Regions from separate parts of the Mus musculus genome. Here region 1 is linked to region 2. A link is a contact called in public HiChIP or PLAC-seq data. All regions are on one chromosome and are shown on one strand. Each heading gives the region's core, a stretch centred on a gene start, on an enhancer-like site or on the middle of the called end of the contact. The rest is flanking DNA. Distances are from core to core; before and after follow the strand shown.

Evidence for each region. HiChIP or PLAC-seq counts read pairs in DNA pulled down with a chosen protein or histone mark.
Region 1: a contact with region 2 is called in an H3K4me3 HiChIP or PLAC-seq map of the SCID.adh cell line, with 32 read pairs. The contact joins the promoter of Rag1 here to the enhancer-like site in region 2. A contact is called at or near these places in 1 of 15 datasets of contacts at CTCF or cohesin (thymocytes), 19 of 484 Hi-C or Micro-C datasets (the C2C12 cell line, DN3 thymocytes, the G1E-ER4 cell line and 7 more), 5 of 115 datasets of contacts at active chromatin or transcription factors (the SCID.adh cell line, T-cell acute lymphoblastic leukemia, bone marrow-derived macrophages and 2 more) and 2 of 9 other capture datasets (adipose tissue and pancreatic islet).

Annotation. Positions count from the first base shown.
Region 1 is chr2:101,645,338-101,652,451 of GRCm38.p6, reverse strand. It overlaps Rag1 (recombination activating 1), which reads left to right and starts at 2,920. Exons shown (of 2, transcript NM_009019.2): 1 at 2,920-3,030.
Region 2 is chr2:101,546,669-101,553,463 of GRCm38.p6, reverse strand. It overlaps Gm39887 (a long non-coding RNA gene), which reads left to right. Exons shown (of 2, transcript XR_866575.1): 2 at 1,667-3,627. Among named protein-coding and RNA genes, the nearest start is that of Gm39887, 7.7 kb to the left of the region's middle. Within about 2 kb of position 1,918, at least 14 of the 459 cell types and tissues checked have an H3K27ac peak or open chromatin away from gene starts, as enhancers often do. A contact at or near this core is called in DN3 thymocytes, the P5424 cell line, the SCID.adh cell line and 2 more, where this site is marked.

The DNA of each region.
Region 1 (7,114 bases), core at 1,671-4,170, 98 kb before region 2:
TTACGTATGTAATCACAATGCCCAGCAAACAGCATCTGCTGGGTTATGATAAGAGTGGAAAATGTGGCATTTACCTACTCAGACCCTGGCTGCAGGAGGAGATTCTGATTGGTATCTGCAACTAGAGCTCACTGCTGTCTGGGAAGAAATTGAATTTGAAAAGGTCTTTTAAAAGGGCCTTTGGGAAGTCACAGGAAATAAGCGCAGGCGGGCAGTTGCTAAGGAGGTTTTGGGACTTGGATGGACAGGTAGGGAGGAAGAACAGCAGGAAGGCATGCTTGGGGAAGCCCAGAGAGCAAAGGACCTGGGAGCATTTCAGCCTCTCCATAGTTAATCACTCAGCCAAACGGCTATGATGCAGGCTGGAACCTGGCATTACGTGGTCCAGACTCTACCTGGCCCTTTTCATTTTTTTGCCTCCTGAAAAAGTTGGCCAACACCTGTCAGCATGTTCCATTTTTCATTTGCTTGGAACAACACAGAATCTTAGGCAGCTCTGACCTTGCAATTTTATGATGAAAGTCAGGGATTGCTTCAGGTGGGGCTGATTTCATTGAAAATATTTGAAAGGATCATGAATAGAAGTTTTGTCCCTAGGTGAAAGGACCAGGGACACACTTGTGGTCTCAGCTCACAGTAGGAGACAAATAACAGCAAAATGAATGCCATGTGGGTATCAAAGAAGAGATTGATGGAAAAATTGGGGAGAATATTAAAATACTAGTGCTGTTGACTTAGAATAATTGGTATAAACACATCTGAAGTTTTTGGGACTAAACAATTTTAAGCCTGTTTTTGTATGCACCCAATACTTTCAATAATTCATTAGTATCAACTTGTAATACTTCTGAATTTGCTTGTTTATAAGAGTGTTATAGGAGGCTGGAGAGATGGCTCAGCCATTAAAGGCTAGGCTCACAACCAAAAATATAAGAGTGATATAGGGTCGATAAAAGTAAGCAACACAGAAATGTATGAGAGAAAGACGGGTGGGGGGAGGGGGGAGAAACAGAGAGAGACAGAGAGAACACTGTTAATTATTGGGTCTCTCCCTTATATTCTTATCCTAAACTGTTTGATACATATACTCTTGTTGAGTCTACGTTTTCCAAGAAAATATGAAAAGTATTGTACTTATGAATATTTGAGTCGAGAAAAATATTCGAACTCTGGTTTGAAGCCAAATGATAACTCATCAAGTTTACTTGCCTTGTACTTAGGATACAAAGCCCAGGGGAACCCAGGGCAAGCGACAGTGGCTCGGTCACCTTGCTATCATTTGGTTTCTAATGTGTGTAGAGAACTGAGGCCAGGTTTTGGGATATCCAGGCTTGCTGCTGCTTTGCTCCAGCAATCTGAGATAATATGTATTTTTCTCTTTCCTTCAAGATGAAGCATGAACAACTGACTTCCTCTTTTTCTTTCTGTGATCTCATGGGATGAGTAGGGAGGGTTCCTGCTTTCATGGAAGTCACTCCATGGCTCTTCTGCCTTGTTCCCAGTGCATGAATTGAAGACCTGAGTTCAAATCCCAGAATTCAGGTATAAAAGTTAGGTACAGCGGTGCAATGTCAACAGTCCAAATACTAGGGAGGTGGAGACAGGAGGATCCCTGGGATTTGCTGAACAGCTCATCTATTGGAATTGTTGAGCCTCGTGGTCAACAAAAAACCATGTTTCAAAAAAAAAAAGGGCAGTGAGCAATGGAGCAAGACAGCCAATGGGTGATTTCACATCTGGCCTTTATATGTACACTGCATACAGATGCACCTGCACCTGCAAGTGTGGTCACAAACAAACATCTCTCTCTCTCTCTCTCTCTCTCTCTCTCTCTCACACACACACACACACACACACACACACAGAGACAGAGAGAAAGAGACACAGAGAGACAGACAGAAACAGAAAGACAGAGACACACAGAGAAAGGGAGAAAGAGACAGACAAGTAGAGAGACAGAGATACAGAAACAAAGAGACAGACAGACACACAGAAAGACAGACAGACAGACAGACAGACAGACAGAGACAGGTAGAGTCAGAGAGATACATACAGAGACACATAGAGAAGACTTCATAATTCCAACCGATCTTCAACATCTATCAGCTAGGTAACCATGGGCTAATTTTTCTATAACTTGAAAACTTTCTCTAGAGATAATACTATCGATTGCATATGAGTTTTATAAGAATTAAGTATGTAGAAAGCAGCCAAAGAACAAGACCATTGCTGTAATAAGGCCAATACTAAGTTGTAGGTGATCAGACTTAAACTGACAGTGTTTAAGTATCTAAAACCTAAGTCATTTATATCCAGGTCTCTTGATTTTAAGAAATACAATCATGTTTAAACTTAGTTCTCTTTCTAGATGTATCAAAGATTTTCTTCTAAAAAATGTATCACCTGACAGAGATCTGATCAGGTGGAGGAGTTCTGGGGGTGTTTATAATATACAATAAATAAAGATGTATGCTTTTATTAATATTTAAAAGAAAATTTACTAAGAACAGGTACCATTCCAAAATTTTTTTCTCTAAGCATTCTCGCTGTTAGCATCCATTGCTGGTTTCCATTGTTGGCTCCCATTGCTGGCTCCTATTGCTAGCTCTTTCATGCAGAAACTGAGGCACGGAGCCTCAGAGTCCAGGGAGAAACCAGAGATTAGAGTGACGATATCATTTCCACCGTAGGCATTCTCAGGAGATGAAATGACAGCTAGCTTTTCAGAATAAACACCCTGAATGTTTCTGCACTCAGGTCCCCCAGCTAAACTTCCTGAAGAGCCAGGTGCCAGCTGGAGCTGGGGGGTCTGCTGGTCTGTGATTGGCTATCATCATCTGTGGTTAGCCGTCTGTGGTGTGGGAGAGTGGGAAGGGCAGTGAGAGCTGATACATAATGCAGCATTGTGCACTATGGGACAAGAGAGCAAGGAGAGAGTAGACAGCATATGTTGCTATCTCTGTGGCATCGAGTGTTAACAACCAAGCTGCAGACATTCTAGCACTCTGGCCGGGAGGCCTGTGGAGCAAGGTAACTCTTGTGCTTTTCGTGCCTTGAGCCAAAACATTCATTATGTTTTTGTGTTTCTAATCAGAACTAAGAGAGATGGTTTCCTTACAGGCACCGAAGGAGGGGTGAGAAAAGCTGGAACTGATTTAGCTTTTGTTTGGAATGGAGGAAAACTAGGAAAGGAATAGAAGGCCAAGTTCAGAGACGTGGCAGGCATCTAGAACAGATGGAACACACCGGGGTGGATATAAATGAATGCTATTGGCAGAGGAGGGTTTGGGAAGAGCTGCAGAAGGGGAGACAGAGGAGCACACGGTTAGCTCAGGCAAGAGAAGATAGTCAGGAACAAAGAATTCCAGGCTGGGAGGAAAGGAACAGTTTTCCAGGTTTTGACATTTGCTGAGCTGAGAAGTCCGGTGTTTCAGAAAACATGACCTGTACACCACTTCATCAGGACCACAGCAATATTTAAAAATGCAATTTCTGGACTCCATCCTAAGCAAATAGGCAGATTCTCTGGGAGCTAATGATCTGCATGTTTTGGAAAACAATCTCTGTAGTGATTCTGATTCATATTAATTCTGAGAATTGCCATGGAGGAGAGCCTACCCGGAGGTTATGTTCTTGGGATGTGTAACAAGGGGTTGCAACTGTGCGTTTCTTTCTAAAGTGGTTCAGTAATGGGTCCCCCGGAAGAAGGGAAAGAATTTTCTGGTTATTTTGTAGATGCTAGAAATGTTTTCGTGCATGTTGTGGGGCAGATAATCAGGAGTGGTACCCAGGGAGAGAACAAAGGGGTAGGTCAGATGTGTCAAAGAGGGGTCACACTTGGGTGCACAGAAGTGTGATTGGGATGGGGAGAGATCTTAGTCAACAGAGTGCTCACAGCATGAAGATCCAAGTGGGATTCCCCAAACCTTTGTAAACCAGCTGGGTGTGATATCCCATTCTTGTAATCTCAGCACCAGGGAGAAAGAGGTCTTTGGGGCTTACTGGACAGTCAGTGATGATATCACTGTTAGCAGGAGAGGGTGAGTCAATCAGGGGAGTGCATGGGTTACAGTTAGAGCTGACAAGAAATGAGCTGCTGCTGTGCTTTCTAGACACCCAAGGTTACTGATGGTATCTCACTCTAAGCCACAGTCTTGTCTCGCTTGTCCATATCACCCCAGGCTGGTTTCCCACAGAGTCCATGGCCTATGGAGGGACGACATTACAGACACGGTGGTAGATGCTAACAATTCCAAGGTGATGCTGCTGACTGGGATAGATCTGAGCCAGCATCAGACCCTCAGCCTTTAGACTCTGAGGTGTCTACTCTCACACCTTTTGCTACAAGAGAAGACAAGAGCATTTGAAGGATTTCAAATCACCCTTCCATGGTCCTAGCTTCATGTTGTCTACAGGTTGGATTTTAGTCCCCCTGAGACATATTTAACAGAAAACAAACAAACAAACAAGAGTAAAGATGCTGGTCAGCTTTAAGACTTAGGCAGGTCTCAAACCTTTTCTGTAGAACAATGAAAAAGAAAGAATGTTAAAAAAAAGATCATGAATACTTACGTATCTGGTCTTTAAAAAGTTTTATTTGAGCTGAATTGAACATAAAACTAACAAAAAATTACATGTGTTGAGTGGAAACTTCAAATGAAAAAAATAATTAAATTAACAGATATTTTTCTTAGTTATATTTCTACTTTCTAGATTAAGCACTATTAGAATTTTAGTGCACAGATTTCTAGAATTCCTGTATTTCTGTGTGTATAAAGTATAAATATGTATGGATAAGTAGGATCCTATTGCACTTGCTATTGTCATTTCTGCACATGAACTTCTTTTGTTTACTTATGTCTATAGAAATAACACATATGTGTAATATATACATAATGTAGTTTCTATTCTCTTTCTGGATCATAATTTATTTAATAATGCCCCTTTGGCGATAATCTGTATTCTATTCTGCCTTTCAAAGTAGCTAACAACCTTTCAAATAAATATCCCCGGGCATTATATAAATATTAACATATACTTGTGGAGGCATTTCTATAGAATAGCTATAGAATATCTTCCCCAAAGGAAATTTATTGAACCAAAGGCAACACATCTTAGCATTTAAAAGACTTTATTAAAGTGTCACTGTGCTCATTTACATTTATGCTCCTCTCAAGGGTGTAGGAAGGTATCTTAATTTCTTCGTGTCTTCATTAAAACTAAGTGACAGCAATAGTTTTTAGTCTTTGATAATTGGAGCGATTACAAGGACTCACTAAATCAGATTTTAAAAAGTTCTACCTTTTCCCAAACTCATAAAGTATGTAGCTTCCACAGAAAGTCCCCATGAACACCCTTGTGCACAGTCCCTTGAAACATATCACATGCTTCCCACCTCCATTCTGTTTCAAAAGTTTGGATACATTTTTATAATTTGAGTTGTGAAACAACCTAATAAATATGGTTGGTTTGCCTGGCCTTAGCTAGTAACTACAGTTTTCCATGGGGACATTTCAACAGATGTGATTGGTGGGTTTGGTTATGATGTTTCAGGCTTGAGGCAGTCAGGGGAAGTTGACTTGCTGACTGTGAATGGTCGATATTTAATGTGGTGAGAGTGGCATTTGGTTCAAGCCAAAGGCAAGAAACACAGAGATTGGCTTTGCATTTGTTACAAGGCAGAATGAAGAAACAACTGATCAAGAAACGACTTTGAGGCCTTTGTTTGGTTGCACTTGAAATACCTTTGGGGTTCTAGAGACCTTTGAAATGTTTCTAGGATTGTTTACTCCCATAGTCCTGCATGAGGAACAGCCAAACTGTGTTTCCCTCTCAATCAAGTCTTAGAAATTTGCCCCTAATTTTAATAAAAAATATCTCTGATGTGTAATACAGATATACCTGGAATAAAGTATGTTAGTTTAAAGGGAAGAATTCAAAAGAAATGTTGCTAGCAGAATCCAGGACTATTCTTTAGCTCCTTCACGATTTCCCTGATGCCCAAAGTCCCACTCCTGGTCAAAATGTGTTCATCTGGGGCATCGTGTTCCTGACTACATGGCTAGAAAGCTCATTGAGTTGGTTAATCTGTTGAGGGGAAAATGAGCTTCTAGACATAAGTTGTAGGTCAAAAGAGTTAACGTAATCACAGCTGGGAAGCATGGGTGAGCTAGAGAACTGTAGGACATGTGATCTAATTCCAGAGGACTCAGAGGACACTGCTTACTCTCCTCTACACAGTGTTTGATATTTATATTGTAATTGGCATATTTTATTTAGTGTTTTTTACTACTACTATTTTTTGTTGTTGTTTTAGATTTATTTATTTTCTGTAGATGAGTACACTGTAGCTATCTTCAGACACACCAGAAGAGGGCAGCAGATCCCCTTACGGATGGTCATAAGCCACCATGTGGTTGCTGGGAACTGAACTCAGGACCTCTGGAAGAGCAGTCAGTGCTCTTACCATGGAGCCATCTCTCCAGTCCCCTGTTTTCACTCTTGAGGCAGGGTTTCATTATTTAGTCCAGGGTGGCCTAGAACTCTCTAGAGTCAGCCAGGCTGGTCTCAGACTTGTCTTGCTTCTTCTGCTCCTCTTCTTTAGTACTGGATTCACAGACAAGCACCATCATTTTCTTCTGTGATTAAAAAAAAAATCTTTACTTTTTGACATTATAATGAAACTATATCACTTCCCTCACCTGTAATATTTTTAACCAGAAGATAATTATTCCTCGTATCTCTTATCATTACTAACTGGAGTGCTAATGACCTTTGGTTTGCACTGACTTTCAGGATGACCTGTGTGAGTTTTGTCTGAAACTACTTGAAGTTTTCATCTTAGGAGTCTGTCAGCCTCTTAGTATTCTCGTGCTATGGTTTGTTGCAGGTTTAAAGAGCTCTGTGGTTCTGTTTCCAATGTAGACCCAGCCTTCTAATTTACAGCAGCATTCGCTAATTAAAATTGTAAGCATAATTACTATCCATGATACTTATTATTAGCTTACATTCATAAAGCTCAAAATTCACTTCATCCTTTCAAGTAGTGAGTAATTAGTTTCTTTGGGTTTGTAGCTTTATCATCTCTTTATGACCCGTTCAGAAGAAATAAACA
Region 2 (6,795 bases), core at 669-3,168:
GTCTGGTCTACAGAGTGAGTTCCAGGACAACCAGGGCTACACAGAGAAACCCTGTCTCAAAAAACAAACAAAACAACAACAACAACAACAAAAACAAAAATGTAATTCCAATGACTCTCCAAGTTGTGTTAATACTGGCTATATTCTTGGAAAGAAATTAGCATCAATTTTTGTTTCGATTGAAAAGTGTTTTCAAAGGATGGCTTGTGTGAAAGTGGTAGGAATGGTGCTTGAAGTAATTAGGGTGTTTAACAACCAGACAGAAGGAAAAATCCACTAATTATTCTCATCTTCGCCATCTTTTCTCCAAGGATGGGAAGTCCTGCAAAGAACTTGAATCACTCACAGATTAGGACTTAAAACAAAACAAAACAAACAAACAAACAAACAAAAAAACCCAAAAACAACCAACCACAGTATCAGATGTCTTTGCAAACATGTTTTACTAAGTGCTTTAAAGAGAGTGGGAAATGATCAGCTACTGGTAACTGAAGAGGCTTTTTGTTCTTCCACAATGTTCTTTGTCTTTTGTTAAATATTTTGATTTTGTTATCATCTGTGTTGATGCACTAGCTAGGGGCTCTGATCGTTCAGCATTTCTGTACATGCACATATACAAACTATGCATATATGCAGGATGTCGGTATCTAGATTTTTGTGTCGAATCCAACTTGTTTTCAAATGTTGGTAAGCTGTGTTGCTTTTTGTTTTTCTGAAATTGTATTTGTTGACCTTTCTCGGGGAAAAACACAAAGCATTTGTTTTCATTCCGCTTTATTTCCTTTCTCTTGTTCTGGCTGGGGCCTTTGCCTGTAGAACCAGCTTCTGCTTCCCCCCATCTATCAAGTGTGTCCCACATAGAAATGTGTGTTGGTTGTTGTTTTTGCATTTAAACAGCTGAACACCTGGTGGCTCTTATGCAGGTGCACAGAACTCAGGAGAAGGGTTTTAATTGAGGACAAAACGAAGAACACGTGCAAGTTGCAGATGAGGGTTTGACGGACTTGAGATGCTTCTGAGTTCATAAACAAGTCGGGCATGTGGGGGCCCTAGATGTCGGGGACGGCATGGAGCGCTGTTCATAGCATTTGCTTTTCAAGAGTGTTTTCACTAACATAATGGCTTCTGAATTTGTCAGCCTAAATGAGTCTACTATATCTTATTTAGTTGTCCTCAATTTGAGAGAATCACAAGGAGTTTTACACAGATGGCACCCAAAGTGATCACTTTGCATTGTTCTGTAATTAAGGTCTAATATGCTGTATATCAAATAACAAACTGCTCAGTGGCATCATGAGGGAAGAAGAGATGCAGTAAAGGTCTCAGAAATTCTGCTCACATGTTCATCTTCTTCAAATAGGTGGCACAATCACAACATTAAAAAAAAAAAACAGTAATTGATGAAGGTAGAAAGTATAGTATGGCCAAGTATTTACCACATCTCCAAAATCATGTTAAAATGAGATGTGGGAAGAAAAAAAAATAAATGAACAAATGATTGCACCACAGATAGTCACCTTTTGGCCCTGATCCAAGTGCTCAGAGTACTACCTTGGAGACCCAGTGGTACCTTGGGACCATATTAACTTGGTTCATTGGCTCACAATATGTACTTTTTATAGCTGAGAGAACAGGTAAATAAATAAGCATTCTTTGTATTTTCTAGAACTTGAGCTCAATATTCCTTTGGAGCAAGCTGGATGGTTTTGAGCACACGCCTCACTGAGGATGCCTGCACATGGACTCCCTGCCTGGTCCAGCTCTCCTGTCAGGTGCACTTCTGCTCCACAGATGGCACACATTCATCGTGATGGTGAAGTGGCATCAAAAGCGAAGGCACCCTAGAAACCTATCTTTGCAGCCCACCAAAGCAGCGTCTCTGTACCACAGAGATGAAAGCTGTAGATAACAGGGGCATTCCCAGCACTCACTCCCTTGTGGGCAGCTGACGGTTAACACAGGTGGGTGTAGGGCACTACCCATCCTTTGAAGGTTGGCTGTTGGAGGGGATGCTGCCTCTCTGGGATTAGTCCTGCGCCATGGGCCTCAGAGTTGCTTCTGAGAAGTGACCAGGTGGTGAAGACCTGCCTTGCTTTTCAGAAATTCACACATGGCTGTCAAACTCCCACTATGGTTCAAAGGCAGCCAGGCAAGGTGTCTGGCCTTTGTGATATGTGGCCATTTGAGGGGCCACCTTGATTCTTGTTCTGCTTAGAGGCCAAATTAGATTGTGGAGCAGCTGGCTTGTCTACCTCCTCCCCAGATCTGGAAGGGAGGGGGGCTGGAGAGAGCAGAGCTAAAGTGCAGAGGAAAGAAGCAAGTATTATAATGAGTCTGCCATTCACCAAGCAAACATCATTTTGTTTAAATTACACTGTGCTATTTTATCTTGACCTGCAACCAAATGGAACTCATTGTAATACATTATCCAATACGAGATAGTTGGCTCATTAATAAAGCCCTAGGAAGGAGATGGGGTAAACAATAAAAACTTGCACATTAGCACCATTATGCACCATAATATTTTTCCTTCTTTTCATCAAAATTCTTCACATAATTAGATCTCAAGTAAGTCAGCAAAGAAATCCTCAGCATTTTTTATTTGGACTCTTTTCTTTTGAGAAAATTAGTTTTTTTTTTTTTTCATATTATTAGGAAGCAACCAAGTAAAGACTCCTGGATTACTGGAAGTTTTCCTTATGGAGTGTAAATATTTGTTGGATGCTAATGGCATGGCAGGTTTTGTCACTCAGGCAGTGAGCCAAGCAATGACAGAAATCTCAGTGAAGGGAAAAAAACTTTTTGGGTAGAAGTGAAAAGCCCCATTAAAGGTGTTACAGTTATGCTGAGACCAACAGTGTTCCTGGCTAAGGCAATAGATTAGGTACCCTAAAGTGGGAGCAAACTTAATGGGCAAGGGAAGATCTGTGTAGCTAGGGGAAGGATAGAAATGTAGTTTGGAATGAGATTGGCCATGGCAAGGTGTTGTATTTACCAAGGCGTTGTGTTCATTGTGGTAAAACACTTTCTGTTTGAAGAGATCAACTCTACTTGATGGGGTTGAGATGGCATCTGGGGAGGAAGCTGGGAGACACTTAGAGCCACTGCAGTCACCCTGGTGGGAGGTGACAGAGGAGTGGCTTGAGTGTTATAGTGCAGGTCAAGAGAAATGGACGATCAGGGCTTGTTCTGAGGAAACAGCTGAGTTTGGCTATGGGGAGAGAAAGTAGACAAGAGAAGTTGAGGCTGAGTTAGGCTTAGGTTTTATCTATAGTAGGCTTCTCTCTTAACCGCCATGGTGAAACTTGAAATATTGAAAAAACATTTAAGCCAGTTGTCTGAATAGCATCAGTGCCTGGTATAGACACAGAAGCTGGCCATTAAGTGCCTGGAATTGATAGAATAATGATTTGCATAACCATCCACAATGCGGTCCACAGTCCTGTGTGATTGGCTCTGTGAACTATTTATAATGAACAATTCATTACTGACATCCACAAGAGAAGTTAAAAAATGTTGAATAAGCATTTGGAAATCTGTGTAACAGTTTAAAGTTGCTGTAATATGCAAATAGCATTTTATTTTCTTGATCATTTTCTTTTTACTCAATAAAATGTCAATCTGAGATGGATGGCGTGCTGTCTGGTTTTTATAGCGACTTGATAGAAACTCCTGGAGAGGAAGGAATCTTACTTGAAAAATGCTTCCATAGGATTAGCCTGGAGGCAAGTCATTGGAACAGTTTCTTGCCTGAGGATGATGTGGGGAGGCTCAGCTCACTATGAGTGGTGCCCCCAAGGACAGGTGGTCATGGATGGTGTAAGAAAGCAGTCACTCACAACCAGCAAGGCAGTGAGCAGCACTCCTCCATGGCCTCTGCTTCAGTTCCTGCCTCCAGGTTCCTTCCCTGACTACTCTCAGTCATGGCCCGTGACCTGAGAGTTGTAAACTGATACAGACGCTTTCCTTCCCAAGTTGCTTTTGGTCATGGTATTTTATCACAGTCATAGAAACTCTAAGTAAGACAGACTATACATTAAAAACAAGACAGACCAACACCTCATTTTCCCCTTAGGCAGTTTAAGGAGCACAGTCGAGGCAAACAAACCTCACTACTGCCTTTCTAAGTCACTGTGGTGGCATCCTATCGACAGGATGAGGGTGTTTGGGGAAGTAGCATTTGTGTTCTGCCCTTTCCTTCTTTGGCTTGTTCCAGCACAAGTGGGTGAGAGTCTAGGCTCGTCTAATGTATTTAACAACTGTGGAGTTCAGGAACGTGGGAAGAAGAGTCTCAGGAGCTGGCTCAGCCAATACTTTACCTGCTATGCCAGCAAAAGCACTGAGTTTGATCTGCAGCACCCATATTAATACCGAGTGTGGTGGCATGCGTCTAATCCCATCTCCAGAGAGCAGAGACAGGCAGATTCCTGGTGCTCACTGGTAGGCCAGGTCTAATAGGTATACTCTTGTTGAGAGAGAGAGAGAGAGAGAGAGAGAGAGAGAGAGAGACCCTGTGTCAAAAGGCAGGGTAGACAACTGAGCGTTCATTGTTCATTTCTGGCCGCTACACACAGCAGCAAGTACAAATTAAATGCACACATGTTCACAATGCTTGTGTACACACACACACACATATGAGAGAGAAGAGAGACAGAGCAAGAGAGAGAGAGGGAGAGAGAGAGAAGAAGAAGAAGGAGGAGGAGAGGAGAGGAGAGGAGAGGGAGAGGAGAGAGGGGAAGTGAAGGAAACCTGTAGCTTCATTGTGAGAAAGGACACGGGTGATCTTAATAAACAATGGAACGTTGCATGTAAACAAGTCTGGTTAGATCCATGTCTCTTCCCAAGGAAAATTTTACAAGCTGCTTCTACTGTATGATTTGAGATCGCATTACTCAAAAAACTATGCGACTTGGCTTTGGAAACTGTTTAGCTCCATGGTTTCATTTTAGAGATGAAGTAACTGGGATCCTAAAGGTATACTTAGTGACTCGAAGCTCTGTAGTCCAGAAGCCTAGGCTAATGTACTTTCGGATGGATGACTTTTCCATTGTAAAATAGCCGGGCAGTGGTCTCTCATGTTCATTTACAAGTGCTGTAGTGTGATTGGCTGACTTCACAAACCCACATCGCTTCAAAACTGGAGCTGGCGAAGCTTGTTTTGAGCATTGTGTTTTTATAGAAACCAAAAATCCAAAATCTTGTTTGGTTGAAAATTTGAGGTGGAGATACAGTTGCATGTTGCAGCAGCATCAGCCATTGGTCTGGAATGTTCACCACGAAAGCTTCGTGTGATGCTTTTCATGAGGAAAACCAAGAAGCAGGCATCACCAATCTCCATGCTCTCCATCCGTGTTCAATAAGACTGTGAGAGTTTGAGGGTTACTCAGGCTATCTGAAAGGATGAGTTTGCAGGTCAGGGAGGGTAAGTTGAAATTCAAGACATATTAATTGAATGATTGGGTATGAAATATAAGCTCTGTAAACTCTGTTACTCACAGCAGGGTGGAGGATTGCTTCCCAGTTTTTTGAGAGTTATAGGATGAGAGCTATACATGCGGTGCGTATATGGCATAAAACAAATTCTTAATAGTGGACTGCTGTAGGCAGATGACCCCCATAATGGCGGGTATTGGGTAACAAATGCAAGGATCAGGTGAGGAGGGAGACTACCTGAAGGGAGGCCACAGTTACATTGTTGCTGATTTGAGGATCCCTGTCCCCTCTGGTGAGGGTGGCTGGCTCACCAGTGCCCTAAGCTGCTGGATGGGCTTCATTCTACACAGGGCATTGAAATGGTGATGTCACCAGGGAAGCAATAGCTATGAAGCCAAAGCCACAAGTGGGGGTGGGGTAGGATGAGGGGTGGGGTGGGGGGTTGGAGTGGGAGGGTGTAGGGATAGGGTTGGGGTGGGCATCTCTGGCCTCAACAGCCAGAATCTCCTTGCTGCCTCAGTTTTCTAAGATGTGAACTGGGTGGACTCCTACCTTGTAGGACTGTTGTAAGAATGAGAGAACATGGGACAATAAACATTCTCATGTGTGCTAAGTGATAACAATGTTAATTGCTTTTTTTATTTATCAATGCCTCTTCTGGTTCCCAAAGGACACTGGAATCAGTGAGGTGACAGTTATGGGAGATGTCATTGGACAGTGCCCTAGCAGCTCCAGTGGATAGAACGATGAGGCAGATCTGCATTGTTAAAGGGAAATCCCTCAGAGTGTTAAGGCCCACAAGCTTCTGTAATCAAATATTGAAAATACCTCCTTTTGGAATTTCTAAATACATATTAAAAGGTGAAAAGTTACTGAGAAGTTCTGTGGTGAAGCTCTTTATGATTAACCCAGCTTAAAACATTCCCCAATTTCCCCTCCCTTTCAGCTCCTCTTTCTCCTCCTCCTTCTCCCATTGTGTCTCTCTTCAGTCCTCCCTTCTCCATCTCTCCTCCTATTTCCATCCTTTCGTCCACGCCTCAGAATATGCTGAGATTTTTCTGGCTTTGGCTAAATAATATTAGGACATACTTTGGATATAAGAATATTCAACCCAGAGATGCAGCTGCTGAATGCCTCAAGGTCCCCGGCATCTTTAAATGAAAATGAACACTGCTTGGAGCACAATAGCCAGTCTTAACCTTTGTCTAATTTCATTGTGAAACCCAGATTTCTCTTGTGTGGATTATCTAAAAGCCTAGCAGGCTTTTCTGGGAGCAGCAATAGTGAGGCGTTAGTATAATACAGATTCTGACTCAGCGGGTCTCAGGTAAGGTAAGGGATTTGTTCTACCCAGCTCCCCAA